2 separate regions of the Gossypium hirsutum genome follow, and region 1 is linked to region 2. The links are chromatin contacts, called in public Hi-C maps. All regions are on one chromosome and are shown on one strand. Each heading gives the region's core, a stretch centred on a gene start, on an enhancer-like site or on the middle of the called end of the contact. The rest is flanking DNA. Distances are from core to core; before and after follow the strand shown. Region 1 has its middle 87 kb from the start of LOC121213170. Region 2 has its middle 18 kb from the start of LOC121212761.

Region 1 (4,280 bases), core at 2-2,501, 490 kb after region 2:
AGCAAAAAAAGCAGAATCCAAACAAGTACAGCAACGAAACAAAGCTAAAGAAATTATTCCCGGACAATACCGATGATTTGGTGATGTTGGTGCTGGACTAGATACGCCTGGTGACTTTACAACTGCATTGCCACCGCCTTCGGATACAGAAGAACTTGAAGCGGTAGTTAATTGCTTCTTGTAAAGACAACGTTCCTCCAGCCTCAGTTCAGCCATCACTTTCTAATCAATCTCAAAAAAGAAGGAAAACGCTTTAATAACTTATTCATGGCCGTTTCAAATACTTGAGAATCCTCCTTTTTTACCAAAATCCCAAATCCCAGCACCACCGAACACATAAAAAGACAAAACTCAGATCTTAATTCACTAATCAGATAAAAAAAAAGAAAGAAAATACCACATCGGTTAAACATAATTCTAGGGTTTAACACCCCCGTGCCCCCCAAAAAAAGTAAAAACCCAACGAAAATTTTCGCGAATCAAAGGTGCTTGAGGTTCAAGAAACATGACGATAACGGTAAATAGAAATTTTAAAAAAAAATCAAAAACCAGAGAATTCTGATTCAAGAAGATAAACCCACCTGAGTGGCGGGAATCAAGCTCCAGCTGCTTCTAGAAGAATCCTATTCGAGCCAAAACAAGAATTTATGTTGTTGACTCAGGAAGATATGTCGACAGCAGACTACGAACAGGAATTTTTATGACTTAGCAAATATGCCTGGAGTTGATGCTAACTGAAGAAGAAAGTTGTAGACGATTCCTTCGGGGATTGAAAGATGATATCAAAGTCTAATTAGTTGCCCACAAAATTCGACGATTTGTTGGTCTTGATGAAGAGAAAAAATGGTGGAACAGGCCATGAGCTTGGATAAGAAAATCGAGCTCAAGGAAAGAGAACAGGGGGAACTGGTGCACTACCGTTTTCAAAAAGAGCTAGAGATTTTTGAGGACCCAGGAGGACTGCTCCATATGATGTTTGAACAAAGAGAGGTCACTCGACGTAGCCGTCTGTGCCTGTTGCTAGTATGGAAGGTTCAGTTCAAGCCACGAATAATCTAGATTGTGAGCATTGTGGTAGGAAGCATAGAAACAAATGCTGAAAAAAGAAAGGAGTATTTTGCTTGAGATTTGCCAGAGAAATACGAGTGATGCACCTGCACCGAATCAGGGATCTACTCCCACTCCACGGGGTCGAGGTTCCACCCGAGGTGGTATCGCATCTGGAGGTAATGAGAGAAACGTTGTGGACTCTGTTTCTACTCAGCTAAAGGCCAAGGCTCCAACCAAGCATATGTTGCATGTACTCAGGGAGAAGGTGAAATGGCCTAGTTTTTGCCAGTGTAAAAAAAAAAAAAAAAAAAGGCATTTTCAGAACCCAATTTCGTAAACCGGGTCAATAAAATTATAAATAGAAAGATATACGTATTTTATATGAAAATATATTAATGGAAGGTCGTGTAATTAAATTGAAAAAATTAATTAATTATAATATAAAGATTAAATTGTAACAATGTAATTACTATTAAATTTTTAAATAAAAAATATTGAAAAGGGTTTAAATATTAATATAACCAAGGACTAGCTCATCAGTTAGCCATTTTAGGCTCTTGAAGTAGTGGAAAGGATGATTTAATCCATCCATTTCCATGTTAATAGTTGAGATTTAATCATGACATGTAAATTAATAATTAATTTAGCTCAATTAATTACTAACTATATGTATATGTAAGTGATGAAAAGTGGAAAGAGAAAATGAACATCATTTTTCATTCTTCTCCTATTTATAATAATTTAAAAATTATTACAGTATGAAAGTAAGATATTATCCTTGATATAGTAAAACAATGAAGTAAAATGACAAAAAAGGAAATTTTGAGTTATGTTAACATTGGGAAGTATATTATGATATATTAATTCAAGAATAAATACTCAAAATTTGAGAGGTTAAAGTGTAAATATGAAAAAATTAAAGGACCAATAGTGCAAATATTTTAAGGGTGAAATGATCTAGAAACTAAGGAAAATGGATGAATTAGGACCAAATTGAATAGGTGAAGAATTATGAGGGACTAAATCGTAATTTTACCAAATTAACTAATAACTCAAGGATGAAATTTTAAAAGATCACAAAGGGCAAAATGGTCAATTAGAAAGAGAGAAATCTAGAAGGCAATGATGATGTTGGTGATATTTTAGATTAATTAAATAAATAAATATTAATTTATTAATATTTTAATGAAATATTTTAATGAAATATTTTATTTTTATTATTTTATTATTATTTTATTTAATATATAAGGAGATTCATGCAACCAAGGTGAGAAAGAGAAAAGAAAGAAAGAAATTTTCTTTTCTTACAATTTGGTCTTTCACCAAAAATCCACAATTTTCACCTAAAAACCAAAAGAATTTTCATAGCCATCAAGAGAGAAAGATAATAAGGAGACTATGGGGAGCTAGAATATCAAGTTAGATTCAAGAAATAGAAGTTTGAGGAGAGATAAAATCAAGTTAAAGATTGAAATCAATAGAACAATGTAAGAATATCAAGACTCCAACATATTTTTTTAAAGTTTATATTGAAAAAGCATGAAAATAATGTTAGAGTTTTTTTTAAGGTTCTATGTTCTTGATATGTTAGTGAAGGGAAATAAGAGGAAGTGATGGGAAATATTATAGAGAAAGGAAATAAGGGTGTTATAAACTTGGTAATCAACATTTTGCACTAAAACAGTTTTAGACAGTAGCAGTAGTTTAAATTTTAAAAATCACCAAAAATTGTCGAAATAGAATTAGAGGTTTAATAAATATGAAATTAAATTTTATTGAGTCTAGTTTTTCATAGAAGAAACGGTGTAAGCAATGGAATTGTAAATTATGAGATATAATAAATTATGCGAGACAAGGTCAGAATAATTTCGGGTTCCCCTGTTCTGATTTTGGAAAATCATTAAAAATTGTAAAAAACATACTTATGGGTTTAAATTTATATTTTTAAATTCTAAATGATTATATTTTCAATAAAAACAAATGGAAACATCATTCAAACCCCATACCAAGAGATAATTATTTTTTAGTAAAGAAAGGTCGAAGCTGTCAAATAGCAGAACAAAGATAAATTTGAAGATCTTACTGTGCTTATTGATTAAATTATGAATTCTAAAATTTTTATGGTAGAAATATATTTGAGTCTAGTTTCAAAAACATCAAGCAAATCTTAATTTAGAATTTTGTATCTTAAGATATAAATAATTTAGTGACTATGACTCAAATGGACAGCTTGATATGAACATATAAGTAAATAGTGGAATTATATATACATTGAGGATGTGGAATGGAGAGGAGGAGGAGGAGGAAAATATATGAATATTCAGATAGCATAGGTTTATATTAAAAATGGATAATTTTCATGTTTTAGGTTCAGGGACTAAATTGAATAAAAGTAAAACTTTAGGGGCAATTTTATAAAAATATAAAAAATGACCAAATTGCATGAAATGAATTGTTTTATTATTTAAATTAATAAATTGAATGAAATTATTAATTTAGATCAAGACTGGGTGGAAAATAGAGGAAAATAGAAAATTTCTAAAATGCCCCTGAATCTTGATATTTCTGCAATATAGCCAGGTAAGTTCGTGTAACTAAATTGTGTTTATTTTTATGCTTGAATTGAGTGTGGTACGTGTTTATGTGAATTATATAAATGTTATAATGTATGAAATAACCATATGTCTGTTAATGTCCGGAAAATGTTAAGTTCCATTTGAATAATGAAATTCGATGGATACATGATTTCCCGTGTTGAATGTAGTCCTACATATGTTGCGGACAGAATATAGCTCGGACGAGCAATCCTGTTTTAAGCCCTCTCGAGTGTCCTGTTATATAGTTCCTGTGAGCATCTTGATTGGTAATGATTCTGTATGTGTTACGCATTACAGCAGCTTTTTGTGAGCGTCCTGTTACATGATCAATTGTGATCCTGCATATATTGCGGACACAAACGCAACTCATCATGAGCGTCCTAATAGAAGCTCTTATAAGCTTTCTGATATGGCTTGCTTCAATTTCCTGTTATGTTATCTGGAGCTCCCTGTTAATAACTCTTTAGAGTTACCTGTTAAGCTCAATAAGCTTCCTATCCTAAACTCTTATGAGTTTTCTATTTAGCCCGGATAAGTGACCTGTTACATGGCTCATCTGAGCAACTTGTTATACGACATGATAGTGTGTTTCCTGATTATGTGCCCTAAAGGGTACCCCTAAATATGAATTGA
Region 2 (4,423 bases), core at 1,075-3,574:
CTTCGATGATGGGTATGGGAAACCTATCCTTAATGGTAAGTTGGTTCAAGTGGCGGTAATCTACGCATAAACGCTAGCTCCCATCCTTTTTCTTGACCATTACGACAGGTGAGGAAAATGGGCTATTACTATCCCGTATGATTCTAGCTTGCAGCATCTCATTAATGAGTCTCTCAATTTCTGTCTTCTGTAATGTAGGGTGTCTGTAGGGCCTCACATTAATCACCCTTGTTTCATCGTGCAATGGGATTCTATGATCTTGTGTTCTTGCTGGAGGAAGTGTATTTGGTGTCTTGAACACATCATCGTATTCCCTTAATAGTAGTTGCAAGTCTACCTGGGTGAGAGCAGGTGACATTTTCAGCATGGTATGCTGATTTGTAGCCAGCATCATAGGACAAGGACTGAAGTATCTGTAAGCTTCCTGGTTCAATACCTTGCAGCATGCAACTTTGCCCCCCATGCTCGAACCTCATAGTGAGAGATTGAAAATTCCAAACAACAGCTCCTAAAGAAAGTAGCCACTATATCCCTAGCACTAAGTCACACCCCTTCACTAGAAGGACCATGAAATCAGTTACAAACTTGTAGCCTTGTGTCTGCCAGTCAATAGCTCTACATAACCCTTTTGTGCACAAACTTCCCTCATTAGCGACCATAATCTTCATTTGTTTAGCTAGTTCAATAGGTAAGTTACCCCTCTTGACGATTTTGTAGTCCACAAAATTGTGAGTGCTCCCAGAGTCGACCAATATTATCACATCAAATTGCCCAATTTTGGCTGCTATTCTCATGGTGTTGTGTCATTGGGATCCTTGTAAGGTGTGTAATGAGAGAACGGAGGGGTTGGGTTCAGCTTCTTGTTCTGTATTTTCAAGTTGCTCGGGGCAGTCCTAAAACTCCTCTGTTGGTGAGTTGATGGCTTCCACTCCCAATTCATTATGACATCCCACCACCAACTGGTATAGTTGGGACTTCACGCATTTGTGTCCCGGAGTATACTTTGCAGCGCACCAAAAACATAGACCTTTTTTTCTCTTATCCTCCATTTCGGCTTGAGACAAGGCTTTGGTAGGGGTTTGATGGTTGTTTAAAGGGCTTTTCTGAGGGCCAAGATTCGATGAGGGACCTCCAAGAACTGGTACATGACTGATAGGTTTGGGGTTAGAAAAGAGGGGTTTGGAGTACCCTCCACTCCCTCCAACCGAGGGAGGCCTTTTAACAGTATGTGTCGATACAATACCTTCTACCTATTTGGCATACAATACCTTCTACCTATTTGGCTAACATATACGCCTCTACCAATGTTTGGGGTTTGAATAGTCTGAGGTACTGACCAACTTCTACCTTGAGGTTACTTATGAATATGCTTAATGCGTAGGGTTCAGGCAAGTGTAACTGGTTGAGGATACTTACAAACTGATCGTGGAATAGGTCCACCGTTCCCTGTTGCTTCAAGGTTACTAGCTCAGTCATCGGGTCAGTGAAGTTGGAGGAGCCGAATCTCTCTTGCAACCCTCGGGCATAGGTTTCCCAAGACAACATTTGAAGTCCACCTTGTCTTTGGCTAAAAAAGTGGTGCCAATCCAGGGTTTTCCCCTCCATATAGAGCATAACAGTTCGCACATTGTCCTATTCCAACACACCTTCAGCTTTGAAGAATTGCTCTAACTTCGACCACCATCCCCGGAAGTCTTCACCATCAAACCTCGGGCAGTCGAACTTGAAGTTTCTACCCATGGAGTCTAAGGTACTAGCCCTTGAATGTATGCTTATATGACTAGACTCAACCATAGGCGATAGCAAAAGCGACTCCTTTGGTGGGAACCCAGGAGGTGTGCCTCAAGTACCCCTTTTCCCTTGTCCGATGTTTGTCCCTAAGTAGGTGGTGTCGCACGCCCTATCTGCTGTTCAAAAAAATTCTGAAGCTCAGTGCGAATGCCAACTTTTACATTTTCGTGGAACTCTTTGAATTGGGACCCCATTCGAGCGTCCATTTGGGCTAAATTGGTTTGCAGTTGAGTGAGTTCCTGTTGCATCAGCCCCATGTCTTTCTGCATGTTTCCCATGTCCTTTTGTAACCTCGTGGTGACTCCCTCACCGGCCATCGAGAGAAGCTCTGATACCTTTGTTACCGTCGGTAACATTACTGGAAGAACAAGAAATGAAGAAGAAAGAAGTAGGAGAGGAAGAGATGAAAGCAGTTGAGACAAGAGAACCAAGAAGGGAGAATAATTCAGTTTTTCATAATACCCCTCATGTCTGTCATACGGGGTTAAAAGAGTGCAGCACAAACGCACAGACAGCTGTCAATACAAACAGGACAAAACTCACCGTTTAAAGAAAACAAAACAGACAAACGTAGCATTTGACGCATGATAATTAGAAATTAAAAATAGTGTGAAATAAACAGAGTTGAAACCGTGGCCTTCCATTTTGGTCTGTATCAAAATAGTTGATAGGCTAAATCATAAATAAAACCCAAGAGGTAAATAACATTGACAGCCCACTCATAATCTTGTGGCATGGGTTATCCTTAAAAAGAGCTTTCCGCGAGGTTTCACTTGTGCAATAGGTAACCGATTTTTGCAAAAAAATTATTACAAAGTTTGTGATATTTTTAGTAAATTGTTGAATTTTCGCAACTTTATAATGTTCTTAGTATTGTAATTGTTTCAGTAAATTATTGAACTACTTATTACATTGTGATGTTTTCAATAATTTTGAAATGTATTTTTTAGAGTTATTGAATTTATTACAACTTTGTTTTCAGAAATTTTGTAATGTCTTTCTAATTACCGAATTCAACTTTGTAATGTTTTAGTAAATTACTAAATTTCTTTAAAAAATTAAAGTATTCAGTAACTTTTTAACGTTTTTAGTAAATTACTAAATCTTAACTTTATAATGTTTTCAGTAATTTTGTAATGTTTTTAGAATTATGGAATTTATTACAACTTTGTAATATTTTAGTAATTTTTAATTTTTTTAGTAATTTTGTATTATTTTCAGTAGTTATTGAATTTCTTATAAGTTTGTAATGTTTTCAGTAATTTCGTAATATTTTCAGTAATATTGAATTCTTACACATATGTAACTCTTTGCAATAACTTTGTAATATTTTAAGAATTGCTGAATTTATTATAACATTTTAATTTTTTCAGTAAATATTTTAATTACTTATGTAATTTTTTACCAAGTACAAAATCCAACTATGTAATGCTTTCATAATTTACTATTTTTTTTACAACTTTATAATTCTTCTTGTAATTTTGTAATGTTTCCACAAATTACTGAATTTCTTAAAATTTTGTTATGTTTTCAGTAATTTTGTCATGTTTTAGGATTTACTGAAATTATTCAACTTTGAATGTTTTCAATAAATTATTAAATTTCTTACCATTTTTAATGTTTTCAGAATTTTATAATGTTTTTTAATTTTTTTACAATACATATACTATGGTTTAATGTGTAATTGTATCTATAAATTTTGATTTTGTGTAATTTTATACATAAAAAATTAATTTGATCAATTTTTTGTAAATTATTAACACAATTATTGATATAATATGATTTTATGTTTATATATTGCATACATAAATAATTATATTTATCTAATATAAAAATAAATTGATGTTTTTATTTTTTTAAATATATATGATTAAATCAAAATTGAAGTTTCAAGTATATATTTGAATAAGTTTCACGTGTATAATTACGCCAAATTAAAATTTATATATATAATTACATATTAAATCAAAGTTCATATATAATTTTGATATTTATCCATATTGAATTCTCTCTTTTACGCTGCCAAACCCTTTTTTTTTTCTTTCTTTCACTGTTACAGATTTTAATTGTTCTAATCTAACGGTTCTTGTTGCTCCAAGTGCTTGGGAAGCTATTTTTAGAATTTTCCTAAAGACCATCAGTCCTTTATTTAGTAGAGACCCTTACTTGATTTTGGGTTGAACTTGGAATGGAATGTTTGTGGTTGTAGTTTGGATTCTAATATATTATTCATGTCCAACATCAATATTCTTGATCTTTTAAATAATATATATTTGAAAGATTATTATATAACAATATTTTTAAAATTAAAAATTTAGCCTTTCATGTCTCTACCTCTGCCACAATTCTCTACACCTTGATTTTTCTTTTTTATTTTCACCTTGTTTGCAACTACTTTTGAGTGATATTCATGGAAGCAAAAGTCCGCTGGACTCCACCGACTAAAGCCAGCACATAAATAAAAACTCGCTCTGCTTTCTTTGAAAGCCATGGTGTTATTGATACCTTTACTAGTTTTTGGGAGGATTCGTTTAGTGTTTTTATTTTATTTTATTTTACTTTATTTTCTTCTATTTTCGTCAGTTTTTAGTTGTTGTAACACATACAGAACTTGTCAAGGCAAGAGCACGGC

What was found. A called contact is a pair of places that touch in the nucleus more often than the background predicts.
Region 1: a contact with region 2 is called in a Hi-C map of leaf, with 3 times the contacts expected there. The contact joins two enhancer-like sites. A contact is called at or near these places in 3 of 34 Hi-C or Micro-C datasets (anther and leaf).

What each region holds. Positions count from the first base shown.
Region 1 is chrA13:50,691,315-50,695,594 of Gossypium_hirsutum_v2.1, forward strand. It overlaps the pseudogene LOC107893786. Among protein-coding and RNA genes, the nearest start is that of LOC121213170, 87 kb to the right of the region's middle. Within about 2 kb of position 1,252, at least 7 of the 9 cell types and tissues checked have an H3K27ac peak or open chromatin away from gene starts, as enhancers often do. A contact at or near this core is called in leaf, where this site is marked.
Region 2 is chrA13:50,195,302-50,199,724 of Gossypium_hirsutum_v2.1, forward strand. No RefSeq gene overlaps it. Among protein-coding and RNA genes, the nearest start is that of LOC121212761, 18 kb to the left of the region's middle. Within about 2 kb of position 2,325, at least 5 of the 9 cell types and tissues checked have an H3K27ac peak or open chromatin away from gene starts, as enhancers often do. A contact at or near this core is called in leaf, where this site is marked.